Linked DNA regions of Ovis aries: region 1 is linked to region 2. Evidence: chromatin contacts called from public Hi-C data. All regions are on one chromosome and are shown on one strand. Each heading gives the region's core, a stretch centred on a gene start, on an enhancer-like site or on the middle of the called end of the contact. The rest is flanking DNA. Distances are from core to core; before and after follow the strand shown.

What was found. A called contact is a pair of places that touch in the nucleus more often than the background predicts.
Region 1: a contact with region 2 is called in a Hi-C map of skin fibroblasts, with 1.7 times the contacts expected there. The contact joins the enhancer-like site here to the promoter of PTBP3 in region 2. A contact is called at or near these places in 2 of 16 Hi-C or Micro-C datasets (blood and skin fibroblasts).

The regions. Positions count from the first base shown.
Region 1 is chr2:11,337,602-11,344,636 of ARS-UI_Ramb_v3.0, reverse strand. No RefSeq gene overlaps it. Among named protein-coding and RNA genes, the nearest start is that of SUSD1, 4.4 kb to the left of the region's middle. Within about 2 kb of position 4,981, at least 8 of the 54 cell types and tissues checked have an H3K27ac peak or open chromatin away from gene starts, as enhancers often do.
Region 2 is chr2:11,218,892-11,225,950 of ARS-UI_Ramb_v3.0, reverse strand. PTBP3 (polypyrimidine tract binding protein 3) reads right to left here and starts at 3,771. Exons shown (of 15, transcript XM_060408912.1): 1 at 3,622-3,771. LOC114112783 (a long non-coding RNA gene) reads left to right here and starts at 4,097. Exons shown (of 2, transcript XR_006058562.1): 1 at 4,097-4,357; 2 at 4,762-7,059.

The DNA.
Region 1 (7,035 bases), core at 3,732-6,231, 120 kb before region 2:
AGGCAAGAGAGGACACGTCCCGGAGCGGAGCACTGGCTCCGAGTGTGGAGGGAATTAACAAGTGAAAGTAGTACTGGGTGGAATCCACTGGATCTTATGACCAGTGGACTGTGGTGGACAAGCAAAGAGAAATTACAGATGTCACCGAAACTTTTGGTTTGGGCAGCTGGGTTGATGGCGTTGGGAGTCACTGAAATAGAAACACAAAGGGAGTTGTGGCAAGCTGGGGTAGGGAGAGGCTGGCTGCAGGGAAAGAAAAAATAAGTTCCAGGTTGAACGTTTTCAGCTTGAAGTGTCCGTTTTGAGGTGTCTGTGGAGCACCCCAAGAGCAGCGGCCCCCTCCACTTCCTCACCCATTTCCTCACCCATATCCTCACTGGCTTGCCTCTGTGCCGTGGGCCTGCTCTCACCCTAACCACCCAGGACCACAGGGTTCAACTTGCTGTGCAGCCTTAAAAAGAAGTGGTTAAAAATAAACTTCCTAGGCCCTTTGCATCAGGCTTCCTTGCTAATCATTCTTTGCTCAGCAAAGATAAGAGCCTGCTTTGGGGAGTACTATGGACAGGGCAAGTAGTGCAAGCTATCTCCTATTATTTAGACAGTGTCTTTAAGCTCCGCTCTCCATGAACTTTGAAATCATGTCATTGTTTCAATACCTCTTCTTCGGGCTCTTCCCTGGTGGCTCAGATGGGAAAGCGTCTGCCTACAATGTGGGAGACCTGGGTTTGATCCCTGGGTTGGGTCTGGAGAAGGAAATGGCAACCCACTCCAGTACTCTTGCCTGAAAAATCCTATGGAAAGAGGAGCCTGGTAGGCTACCGTCCATGGGGTCACAAAGAGTCGGACACGACTGAGTGACTTCACTCATACCTCTTCTTCTCTGCCATGCTCCCATGCCAAATAAATACATACATTTTAATACATTTGTGTACATCCGTTTATAAATGTGTGTATATGTATAGGTTATTGTGCTTGTGCTTAGTCACTCAGTCAGGTCCAACTCTTTGCAACTCCATGGGCTGTAAACCCCACCCCCCTTCTCCAGGCTCCTCTGTCCATGGAGATTCTCCAGGCAAGAATACTGGAGTGGGTTGCCATGCTTTCCTCCAGGGATCTTCCCAACCTAGGAATGAACCCCAGGTCTCCCACATTGCAAGCAGATTCTTTCCCATCTGAGCCACCAGGGAAGCCATATACATTTTTAATTGGTAATGTCAGGGAAAAAATATCCAAGACTTGGAAATGGACAACAGATTACTGGGTGTCTTTTCAATGGGGTGCTAGGTGTTGTGCAGTAGCCCTTCTGAAGATTATTTTATTCTAGAGGGTTGTGCACCATTTGGGGTTTTTAAAATATTTTTTTAAATCTTTTGGCTGAGTCTCGTGGCATGTAAAATCTTAGCTCCCCAAACCTGTGTCTCCTGAATTGGAAGCTTGGAGTCTCTCTAAATTTTGAAAATTTTATGTTAGTACAATACATGATGCACTTATATCCTACATTAGATTGTGTGATTTTTTGTTTTCAAACAAATATTTTTGTAAAAACAAACTACATCCTACCCAATGGTAAGTTCATGGAGTCACACAATGAAAAATTATCTTATCAGTACTTGTCGCTAGAATTAAAAGAGAATATTGAACCAGTGTTAATTAAATTTGGCAGTGAGATTATTACCAAGAAAATATTTAGCTTAAGAAAAATGTTCTTTTTTAAGGGAGCACAGTCAGTACACCACTGTCTTTTAAAAGAGAATTTACAGAGAACCTTTTTTTTCCCATGATATCAAGATTTTAATGACTTCATCAAAGAAAAAAATGACTTTTGGTTTCAACATGGCATCATAAATTCTGAAAGAGTGCTCTCTCCTATCTCCTAAATCCCAGTAAAATATTAAATGTCCAGAGAGATACACACCCGATTAAGTATGCAGCAGTGCTTTCAAACAGGGAAAAATGACATCAGTAAACCAGACAGCTTTGAAAACTGTGTTGGATTAGATTTGCCACATGGCTTCCACAAAAATGTCCACTAAAAGAGATGAGAGAAAAAATTTTGAAATTATATGCATAGCTTTTGTACATATAACATAATGTACAGATATTACAATATTTTCAAATTTGCTCCAGTACCAATGTGTAAGAATTGTTGAAAAAAATGAAAAGTACACTTTTTCCTAGTTCAAAGCATTTTATCTTCCTCATCTGTGTACATATTGTTCACTATAATCTGCTCCTTCTTCGTGCTTCAGGCCACCAAATGCTAGTTTCCTGGCTCTCCAAAAAAACTACCATTTTCCACACTTAAAAAAAAACTTTAAACTTCTCTTTTAAGAGTTTTTTATAGTAATTTACTCATCAGTGAGCCTTCATATGATTAATAAAATATTTAAATCCTACCTAAAATATTGAGGTTTACTGACCAATATTGTGGAAGTGATTTTAAGGGACATCAAGCAGTCTTGTATAAATAATCCAGACAGCTTCCTGACTTATTCCTATTTCCCATCATCGAAGTCTAAGAAATACTGAAGTCTATTTTAATACATCTTGCTACATAATCAAAACATTCGGTGACAACAAAGAATGCCCATGTTCACAGCATTATTATTCACATGAGCCAGAGGATGGAAGCAATCCAAATATCCATGCAAGGATGGGTGGATAAACAAAATGTAGTGGAGACATACAATGGAATATTATTTGACCTTAAAATGAAAGTAGGGACTTCCTTGGCCATCCAGTGGTTAAGACTTTGCCTTCCAATGCAGGGAATAAGGCTTTGATCCCCGGTGGAGGAACTAAGATCCCACATGGCTGAAGTTTTGGCAAAATAATAATAATAAGATTTTTAAAAAATGAAGCAGAAGCAATATTGTAAAAAATTCAATAACGACTTTAAAAAATGGTCCACGTTAAAAAAAAATCTTAAGAAAAAGGAAGTAAATTCTGACACATGCTACACTGTAGATGAAACTTGAGGATATTATGCTAAGTGAAATAAGCCAGTTAAAGAAGGGTAAGTACTATAAGTTTCCACTTATATAAGGTGGAAAACTCATAGAGACAGAAGTAGAAGGAGTTTGGAGAAGAGGGAAATGGGAAGCTGATGTTTAATTAGTAGAGAGTTTCACTTTTGCAAGATGGAAAATTCTGGGGGTGGATGGTGGTGATGGTTGCAGACAAGATGAATGTATTTAATGCCACTGAGCTGCACATTTAAACATGATGAAAATGATTTTTGAAAGTCAATCAGAAAAAAAAGGTAGGTACCTATTTTTATTTTACCAGGCAGGCACTAACATATAGGACTCCCCACATTAACTTTGGATCTTGACAAATCAGAATTATAGGAAAGGTCCCTTGGAAAGCCCCATCCCCCAATCCCTGAGACATAAATGGATGGGATTCCTAGAGAGCCCTGAGTGGCCTGTGAGGCAGGCAGGAATGTGGAGAGGAGAAGTCTGGGCAAATAGAAAGTGAACACTGGCCCTAGTATCTCTAGCATTTCCCCCCCTGGCTGCTCTTCAGTGTGTCTCCTTACAATATAAAGTTTGGTGTTTGCCTGGTGGGTTCTCATCCCGACATGACACAGAGCCAGAAGGAGAAGGGAGACAGGGAGGCTGGATACCAAATATCTTAGAACTTTCCTGGAAAAATCCCTTGCTTGGTCATCACACTCCTAACCAGAAATGACTTACTGCTTTTTTCCAGAGGCTGGCTTGGGAATACTAGCAGGCTTGCAAATTGTAAATAAATTGCTTATCTGTGGATATTTCGGGAATGGTTTGAATATGTAACTGTAATGAGTTTGATAAGCTTCGGTGTTGAACTTATTGCTTGAAGTTGGCATTAACTTGCAAATGATTTAAATATTTGAAGCCTCTGATATATTACGCTGGTTGAAAAACTGTGAGTGCTTGAAAACGATAAAAGTGAGCCCCCTCTGTAACACCACATTCCACGGTCACAGACATTGGTCACACACATCTATCCCTAGCTGACGTGACCTCTGAGAACACCGCCAGGCTACCTGTAAGAGGCCACGTTGACCCTCCCAGGATGGAGTCAACCTCTTAAGCAGATTTGTCCAGACCTATAGCAGGAACCTGTCTCTATGGAGAAAAGCCCTGCTGATGACCGTCTCTAAGTCAAGTGCAGGTAAACTTGTCATTCTTAAAATCTCAATGACTCTCAGACACTTCATTGCGATGGGAGAAAGAGCAAGCGAGATTATCCTGCCTTCCTCCACACGCCTCTCCCTCCCCCGAACACACACACAAACCAAACATCCTACCTGCAGTCAGTTTGTGGAGCTTGGGCAACAAATAGACTATTGGCTGTTACATCTGACTGCTAGAAGCCATCCGGACACCGGGGTTCTCAGAATTGCACTGGCGAGTGCACTCTGATAGAAGATTTGGCATTTTTAAAAAATGTGGACCATTTTTAAAGTCTTTATTGAGTTTGTTACACTATCGCTTCCGTTTTATGTTTTGGTTTTTGGCCTCAAGATGTGAGATCTTAATTCCTCAACCAGGCATCCGACCTGCACCTCCTGCATTGGAAGGCAAAGTCTTAACCACTGGATCGCCAGGGAAGGCCCTGGAAGATGTGGATTTAGAAGCAAACTTCAGACATTCCAGCTGAAGTTCAGAAAGCAGCTGGCATAGGATTGGCCCGTCCTTGCCCCTTGGTAGCAGGGGTAACACCAAGCAAGACTAGGGCTCTGTGTCCCATTCTCTCTCTCTCTCTCTCTCTCTCTCTCACACACACACACACACACACACACACAGAGTCACCTGCCTCACAAGAGGAAGCCTCAGCTGTTGGTATGTTTGTTCCACAAACCCCAAAAGGAAGCCTGCTGACAGCCCATTTCCGGACCAAGAATCGGCCTGAGGACCCTTGCAGGCACCCACAGCCCTGAGAAGTGGGGTGCATCTAACCATGACTGACACAATTGCTGAGGAAGCTCACAACAACTCTGAAGGCTGATGGAGCTACGCCTTGCTTAATGAGAACTGCCAACAGTGAAGACCCATCACTGACCTTAGCAAATAGTACAATCTTTAAAAGAGAAATACTGTACTCAATTATTTCACAATGGGCTTAGCCACAGGTTTTACTGATTTCTTTGCTAACTGCTGAGTTTTGTGCCCTGTGGCTTCCTATTTCACCCTCCTGCTCCTCCTCTTCCTCCTTCTTCTTCAGCTTCTAGTACATCTGAGTATCTTTTTCAGAAAGGGTTCCTGGATGGTAAACTTTCAGAATGTTTGCATGTCCAAATATATCTTGATTTTTGTTCCCATCATTTATTTCCTTAAAGATTAACTGAGTTGAGAATTCTGAATTCACAATAATTAAATGATAGGGTAACAGCATCTAGAAGCTGGGTTCAAAAGAATCTTTCCTTAGAATTCTGTCTTCTGTATTAGCGTTGCTGATGAGAACCACAGACTGATTTGATTCCTTCCAAGTAATGTGTCTCTCGTGCTGCTCAACCCAAGCTTTGGGGGTTTTCTGTCTAACCTTGGAATTCAGAAATTTCATGAAGATGTAGTTTTTCATCATTCTTGCCCAGCACTCATTGAACCCTTTCAATTTGTAGATTTGAGCCTTTCTTGGGCTTCCCTAGTTGCTCAGACGGTAAAGTGTCTGTCTACAATGCGGGAGACCTGGGTTCGATCCCTGGGTTGGGAAGATCCCCTGGAGAAGGAAATGGCAATCCACTCCAAGACTATTGCCTGGAAAATCCCATGGACAGAGGAACCTGGTAGGCTACAGGCCATGGGGTCACAAAGAGTCGGACACGACTGAGTGACTTCACTTTTCAGCAGAGAAATTTTTTTCCTTTTGATTCATTGATTCTTTTGTTCTCTTGATTCTATTTATCTCTTGTGGAATGTATGGTAGACAGCGTCTAAAAGTTTGCCTATAGCTTCCGTGGCTCAGTATTTATTTTATTCTCATCATCTTCTTTGTGTTTATTCACTGAATATGGAAGACAGCTCTAACACAGTCTTTCTGTTCACAATTTGGTTTTCATTCATCCCTATCCGTTGAAATACTTTTTTTATTTCTGCATTCATGTTTTTCCCAAGCATGAATTTCCAAGAACTCTTTCTTTTTATAGAATGCCTTTATTTCTGTAAATGGCACTTCCTGACTTCCTCAAGTATACCAACTACCATATTCTAACTTTCTTTTTTTGGCCATGCCCTCATGACATGTAGGATCTGGGTTCCCTGACCAGGGATCAAATCTGTGCCACCTGCAGTGAAATCTCAGAGTTTTAACCACTGGACTGCCAGGGAAGTCCCCAAACTATGGTATTTTAAAGTTCTTTCCTTTCTTGATTAACACTTTTCATCAGCAGGTCCTTTGTTTATTTTTAGCATTGGATGACACTTCTGTTGTTTTTCCTCTGTTTCATGCTTTTTGAATGCCCGTTAGTTTTCACATCAGAGTTTCATCTGTTTAGAATAAGAAGATCGGATATGTTTCCCAAGGCCAGGTGAGAATCCCTGCTTTCTTAAGCGTAAATAGAGATTTGGTTTCAGTGGTCCTAGCTCTAATGGTTTTGAGGGTGGAAGGGAAATAGTGTACACTGGCTACTTTCTCTGGCTCCAGTGCCTTCTCTGGGAGCCTCAGGTATCATAACTCTCATCTTTGGTAAAAAAATAAGCTTTACTTAAAATTTTCACTTGGGGGAAAAAATCCAGGATCTACCACTTCTAAGGCAGAGAATGGGTGCAAATGTTTGCAGCTCATGAATTAATTACCAGCTCACCATCCATGGGGTCACAGAGTTGGACACGACTGAAGCGACTTGGCAGCAGCAGCAGCAGTTCCTTCTCCGTGCCCCTGATATCTCTGAACTTGAGGTTGTTCTAGTGTTTCAAATAGAAAGGTCACTTTTTTGAAGAGCCTCTCTTTCTGCTTTCGTGGGTTGTAGGTGAATTGGCTCTTTCACACATTTATTAATCTGATCACAATCAGCTTTATATCTTACACAAATAACCTCTATTTTGGTGC
Region 2 (7,059 bases), core at 2,522-5,021:
ATGACTTGTAACTTGGAAGACTCATTATTGTAAAATATTAATTATGCAGCTTTCCTGCTGTTCATCTTGTAGACAAGTACCCTCCTCATTACTGGCAGTGAGGTAAAAATAAAAAAAGAAAAGTCTGGTTTTGGAACCACAAAGACATGGGTTTGAACTCTGAGGCACCATGCCTTAAACATAAACTTTCTGAACCTATTTTTCATCTCTAAAATTGGAATATTAATACCTAATTTGAATGAACATTTTAATGATTAGTGAGATATATGTAAAGCAGCTTGCATATAATAGGAACTGAAGAAACTTTAGCTGCTATTTTTATTTTATTACTCAGAAATGTATCCAAGAGAAGATAAATGGAAGGACATGACAGGAAAATAAATCAGAGCCAAGGTTACATGTAACTGTTAAAACAAGACAAAAACAAACAAATACACTGACAGTTCAAGTGAAACTTTTTGTTCACATTTTATAGAAACAAGATAATATTGTCACCACTCTTTATACATACATAAAACCTACAGGTATACTAATGGTGGAGCTAAATAAAGACAAAAGATTATTACCATACGGAAAAACAGGTAATTTTATGAACAGGTGAGATGATTTCACCACTGGAAAAAAAATGCCAAAACTAAGATTTTTAAATGCTTATGGAAGGATATTAAAAGATTCCTACCTTTAAACCGACTGCTATAAGATCTGTAACAACACTGTATGGAAAAAGTAAAAAGAGAAAATGGAAAACAAAGTTAGAAACAAGTTTTTAAAAGACAGAGATAAGATAAAGAAAAAAGAAAAAGCATTATAATAAATAATAAAAATAAGAATGTGACAAGTTGTGAAATGTTAATACAAAGAAAAGCGATGGGACAGTCTAGCCAACAGAGTGTAAAAGCAAAGCTTTAACAGCCAATGTAAGAAACAAATAATAAATCAAATTCTTTTTCAGTATTTAGAAAAATAATTGTTTCAATAAATGAAAATGGGTTTATCCATTTACCTCTATTTAACAAATCCAGCCAAGCCTTATAATCACCAAAGTTCATTCTTTTAAATCACTGGCATGAGTAACCATACTTAAAGTTTTACCTGAAACAAAACCAGTGAGTGGATTTTATAGAAATAGAAAATATCTTGAAAATTTGCATCCACCACCCAAATGGCTCACCAAAATATAACTAAGACAGCCTTAGAACTAAAATAATTACAAACGTCAGCCTTCAGACATCAAAACTGTCAAAGATTTGCTTTTGAAAGAGTCCTACCGAATCATATCTGTGATCAAATTACCTCAAAGAGAAATGAACATACACACACATACACACACAGGGCAGCTGGCCTCTGAGGTGGAACTAGGAAGATATGTTGACTGGAGGTTTGCTGGTTTCTTAACTATCCAAAATAATGAAAAAGGACCTTTTTTCAGGCTATGGAAAAATGTAGAAATTTAATTAGCCTCCTGAAAGTATAAATTCACTGAGTTAAAAACCATATCCCTTAACATCAAGATGTAAAAAACCCTATATAGTTCTGCCAAACAAAAATCCATCTCTTCTAACCCAAAAGAAACTGTTTTCAATTAAGTTTGTCTCAATATCTTCTAAAAGAAAGCTCTAATAAAATTCTATATATTGTTAATAACCTATATCATTATTTAATAGAAGTAAACAAATTTATATTTGTCTAATGATGCAAATTTGTTTTAAACAATAACGATATAGATTAAAATTTTTTCTTATACACTTTGGAAACTCGAATTTGTTTTAAATTTAAATGTGATATCTCTGACATCTGTGGATAAAAAATTAGATTGTGTAAGGTATACCACAGTATTGGTCCGGATGCAAAGAGCATGCTCCTACTTGAACTCCCAAATGAACTTACCTTTCAGTATTTCTTATTGCCTCATATACTTAAACCAATAAACTCATTTTCAGTTTTCAAACCACATTTAGGAGGAAGAAAAAGTTAATTTCTTAAACACTACCCAAAAGAGTAAGTGTGCACTTCACAATTGCTCAAGAGTTTAACAGCGAAGATGCATAATCCAAGAGTCCTCTTTATAACACTGTAAAGTTTCCAATACAAAAAGCTAGGCTGCTTCCACGTCTCACGTTAAACCACTAGTCAAGACAATTCACTACACATAATGAAAATACCACTTTCACAGCCTTGCTCAAATGAAATACTGGCATACTCACACAAATAATTAAGATAGCAAAATTTTGCACTCATAGAAAGTGCAGTTGAAAAAAGGTGATGTAAAACGAGTTTTTAACAGTGCTCTCAGAAAAGCTTCAGTTAAACAATAAAAACAGCTTCAATTAAATCTTAAAAATACTTTAAAGGACATCACAATAAGCGAAATCTAAAATTGCATTTTGTCTAACGTCTGTAATACTGTGCAATCTGCATTCAAATATATTTATAGATTTATAAAACTAGGATAAATGAAATCTAATGAAGGCAAAAATTGTTCGAAGATCCTTTTACACAGGAAGATCTTTACACAGCACGACAACAATCAACTATATGGCAACATATACGTGATTTTACTGTACAAGCAAGTTCCATATATTCTACAACCAAGAGGTTTACAGAAATCTTGCCATCAAAATCGAGTAACAGGCCAACCAAAATCTCAAGTGCATAATGAAAATAAGTAAGTGGATCTGCAGGCTCTAAGAGAGCAGGAGATTTTTTTTTTTAACCTTGACAGACATATACTAGGATCTTCAACTAATTCACTAAGATCTAACCTAGTTATTTTCTTAATCATTCAAATATTGGTTTGGTCCCACCCAAGGAGTCCCCAGAGAAATATTTACACCGATGATCCTACATCTTTACTTTAGCCACAGATTTCATTCACTTTTAGAGCGTTTCAAACCGCCTGGAAAATCGCACTTTTTTTTTCTGCATACAGCGCAGGGAATTCACGAAGTTCCTTGGGGGCGGAGGTGGGGTTGGTAAAGGGACGCATCCCTGTTCACCGAGTCCAGACTCCCGGAGTACCGTAATCGTAACAAGCTCCCAGCACAAGCCCGGAGACCGCGTGGGGCCCCGGCTCCGGGACCGGGTCGCCGCCCAGACGTTTACCGGCGCGTGCCCTCGCCGTCCGCCACTCCGCGGCCACTCGTCTCCCCGCCAGGGGAAGCTCCAGCGCTCGCCCCACCTCACCGGTAAACACCAACTCCCCGAGCGGGAGGACGCCCGCCCCGAGCGCCGCCTCCGCCTCCCCCAGCGCCGCGCACCATTTTCTGAGAGGAAGTGTCGGGAGGCCGGGCCGGGCTCCCTCGACTCTCGGGCGGAGGGCGGACCTCGGAACCCGGGTCTGCCCCGGGCTTTCCGCCGCTTCCCGGGGCGAGGGTGTACAGAGGCGGCAGGACGGGGTAGGGGGGCGCCCCGAGGGGGAAAGAGAGGCTGCGGCGGACCGCCTCTCCGCGATGCGTGGCTCCCCAAAGGAGGCACCCGGAAGCCCCGCCGTCGGGCTCTGCCGGGGCCGCTCCTCTGGTCGCCGGCGCCGCGCCCGGCTTCCCAGCTCCGGCGCGTCCGGCCGAGAGCTGCGGAAAAGAGGACGAGCGCAGCCCGGTGACCGCCGCGCCGCCGAGCACTTACCCATCCATGGCCCAGACGGAGGCGAGCACAGTGCGGGGACTGACGGGCTCACCGCGAGCGGAGGAAGGAGGCGGCGGCAACAGGGCGGCTCCGGGAACCGGCAAACGGCGCCTCTCCTGAGCCCCGGCCGGTCGGAGGTGGAGAGAGAGTGGGAAACAGGGGCGGAGACCAGGGACGCTCCCGCCACCGCCGCGCCCCCGCCTTCCCCACCCCCCGAGCGCGTCCCCGCCTCGCCTCACCCCGCCCCTCAGCGTCGACGCCCTCCCTGGGCCCCGCCCTCAGCCGCTCTCCGGCTCGGCTCCAGGGCGCCCTCTTCCTGCTGCCTCCCTAGAGACCCCGCCTCCGGGTGCCCCGCCCCGGCGCGCGCCCCCCGCCCCCGCCGGCCTCCTTGCTCGCGGGAGCGCGCGCCTTGTGCTTCCCGCTTCGCCGCCCCCACCCCCCCCCCCACACCCCGCCCCGCGCCCCCGCGGGCTTCGCCTGCCTTCCGCCTCCTCCGCCCGGGGGCTCCCTAGCTTGGACACCTCCCTGTACCAGCGGGAAAAACGTTGGGGACCCGACTCCGGACAGTAGGTAGGAGTGTCCCGCGAGAGCCCCAGAACCGCCGCGAAATTGCCCCGGGTGGGCGAGACTGTCGGCTCGGCCCCGAGCACCGAGGCCAGGCGCCGTCTGTGGGCTTCCCCCGGCCTGGCAGCCCAGGGAAGCGCCGGTCGCCCGCCCGGTGACCCGCACCGGCTCGGTAGGTGAGGTTGGGATGAAGATGAAAGAGGTGAATGAGATTACCCCGAACTTGAGAATATACAGCTTTATTCTCTGAGTGCTCTTCCACTCAGTCTGGCATTGAATTTACAGGAAACATTCATTGCACTGTATGGAATGGCCACTATATTGGTAGCATTTTATAAAAGTTTCCACATTTTCCCTATTAAAAAAAAAACAACAACAACAGAAACCTATGAAAGAGTGCTTATTCTCGTTTTTCAGATGAAAATTTAGACGAGTGATTTGCCGACAGTTTGACACCCACAGAAACCCTTTCCTTTTAGTCTGAGCAAAATTATAAGAATATAAGTAGTGGCAACTCGGTTTTTTTCCCCTCATATTCTGTTTGGTTCTGAAATTGAATGATTTTTCGATTCACAGATCGCCCAAGACGTGAGCCACTGAACACTGTCCTCCACCAAATTCTTAACTTCCTGGGTAGAAAGAGGGGACAGCTCCTTCTCAGCCTCATTCGAAAAGCCAGTAACTACAAGCTCCATCATCTATCCTTGCTACTATCCTGCTTTTTAAAAAGTGGGTGCTACTGAAAAGACTTAAACTGTTGATTCACCCATCTTTTCAGTCAATATTTGTTGCTTACTATTTGCCAAGCACTGCAGGGCTGACCAAGAAAATCAGGTTCCAGTCTTGACGGTTGCTGCATTCCTCCCTTAGTTTATTATTTGTTTGTTGACAAAACACAATTTTTGAATACCTCAGGTATCTTATTAAGAAAGATCATTTTAAAAATACTGTTATCTAACCTAAATCGCACTTTTCAAAAGGTCAAATATGCTTTGATTCTTATGTTAAATCTAAATATGAAGTTGCAGTTGTAAACATTGCCACCCTACTTTGCCAGATGGGTATTAAAAATACCAGCAAGATAAGTAGCTGATGAGGTCTTCCTGTTGTTTGGGGAATATATTCTGTTGATAAAATTGCCTCAATTTTTTTTTAAGCTATGCAAGTAGTAATATACATACATGCTCATTTTGGAAAATTCAAAACAACTTTAAATATAAAAAGGTATTATTTCTCTTCACAAGCTACCCCCTTGCCCATGATAGCCACTTAACAGTTGTGCACCTTCCAACACCCTCACCATTTTTTCCTCTTTTCACTTAAAAATCTACTTAATTCTTTTTAATACTATTATTTCATGTGCCATAATTTTATTTAACCTTTTCCAAAATAGTGGAAATTTACATTGTTTCTAATTATTCAAAATAATTAACAGTACTGCAAAGAACATCATATATGTATGAGCATCTTTGCTTGTATGTGATTATATCAAGGAATAGATTCCTAGAAACAGAATTGGAGGACAAAAGGCATAAGCATTCTCAGATTTCATAAATATTGACAAAATGATTCCCAAAAGCGGAACCAATTTATACTTTTAGAAGTTGTATTTCTCTTAGCCAGTGCCTTATGATAGCTGACAGATTTCAGTATTAAAAAATAAATGTGAAGTCTGTCTCACACTCACTGTCCATAGTACCAAAAATAACTTTGAAAGGTCTCCAGTGTAAAGTGTACCTGACTGAAATGAACAGAACTGTATGGCGTTTCCTAAACCAGTCACATCCAGTTGTGCAACAGAAGCCTAGATAGTAAGAAGACAACTCAGGACAGAACACAAGGTGAAACCCTGGCCCCTCCCCTGCCTCTTGGCCATAAGTTTCAAAGATTTTTCATGGATTGAACGCCATAGGTTTGTGAGTTTCTCTGATTCAGAAACAATATATAGAATAGAATTTAGTTCTTCTATGACCACTTTTAGAATACTAGCTATTCCTATAATACGTATGGCATTAGAAAGCTGTGGCCTATAATATCAGCGTAAGTTTCTGAGTTTCTGGAACGATCAGATAATCACCCACGTGACCTGCCTTGACATAAAGAGCTATATGTTCTGTATACTGGATTCCTGATGATAACACAGTCTTTATTTGCTAATTGCTCTTTACTTTTGAAAAGTAAGACAGTTAAAATAATTTAGTTTAAATTTTCTAACACTTTACCTTCTTTTGTTTTTATTCTAATTTTTATTGTAAGAAATTGCCCTGAAACACCTTCATCTAATGAGACACTCCCTACCCCCTCCATTATGATGTTTGGGCGAAATGTAACCTTTGAACATTTGCCTTAAAACATTGCAATATGCAGTGGTAGTTAACATTTAACCAACATTATTACCCTGCTCATGACACTAGTGGTAAAGAAAGGGCCTCTCAGTGCAGGAGACGTATATAAGAGGCGTGAATTCGATGCCTGGGTGGGGAAGATGCCCTGGAGAAGGGCATGGCAGTCCTCTCCAGTACTCTTGCCTGGAGTATCCCATGGACAAAGCAGCCTGGCAGGCTGTGGTCCATGGGGTCACAGAGTCTGACATGACTGAAGCAACTTAGCACACACATGTTACCCTATTCATGTTTATAGGTAAGATTACTTAAGATAGAAAAATAATACCTAAGATAGAAAAATAAAAAGATCCCAATTTAAGTCAGAGATAAGACCAGCCATTTGATGAATCTAGGAGGGAGACATTTTAATATCATTTTATCCCCTGACAAATACAGAATCATAATTGCTAGCATATATACGCTAAAATACAAACATGAAATTATTCTGAGTGAAATAAAGCTAAACTTAAAAGCCTACAAACTGTATGAT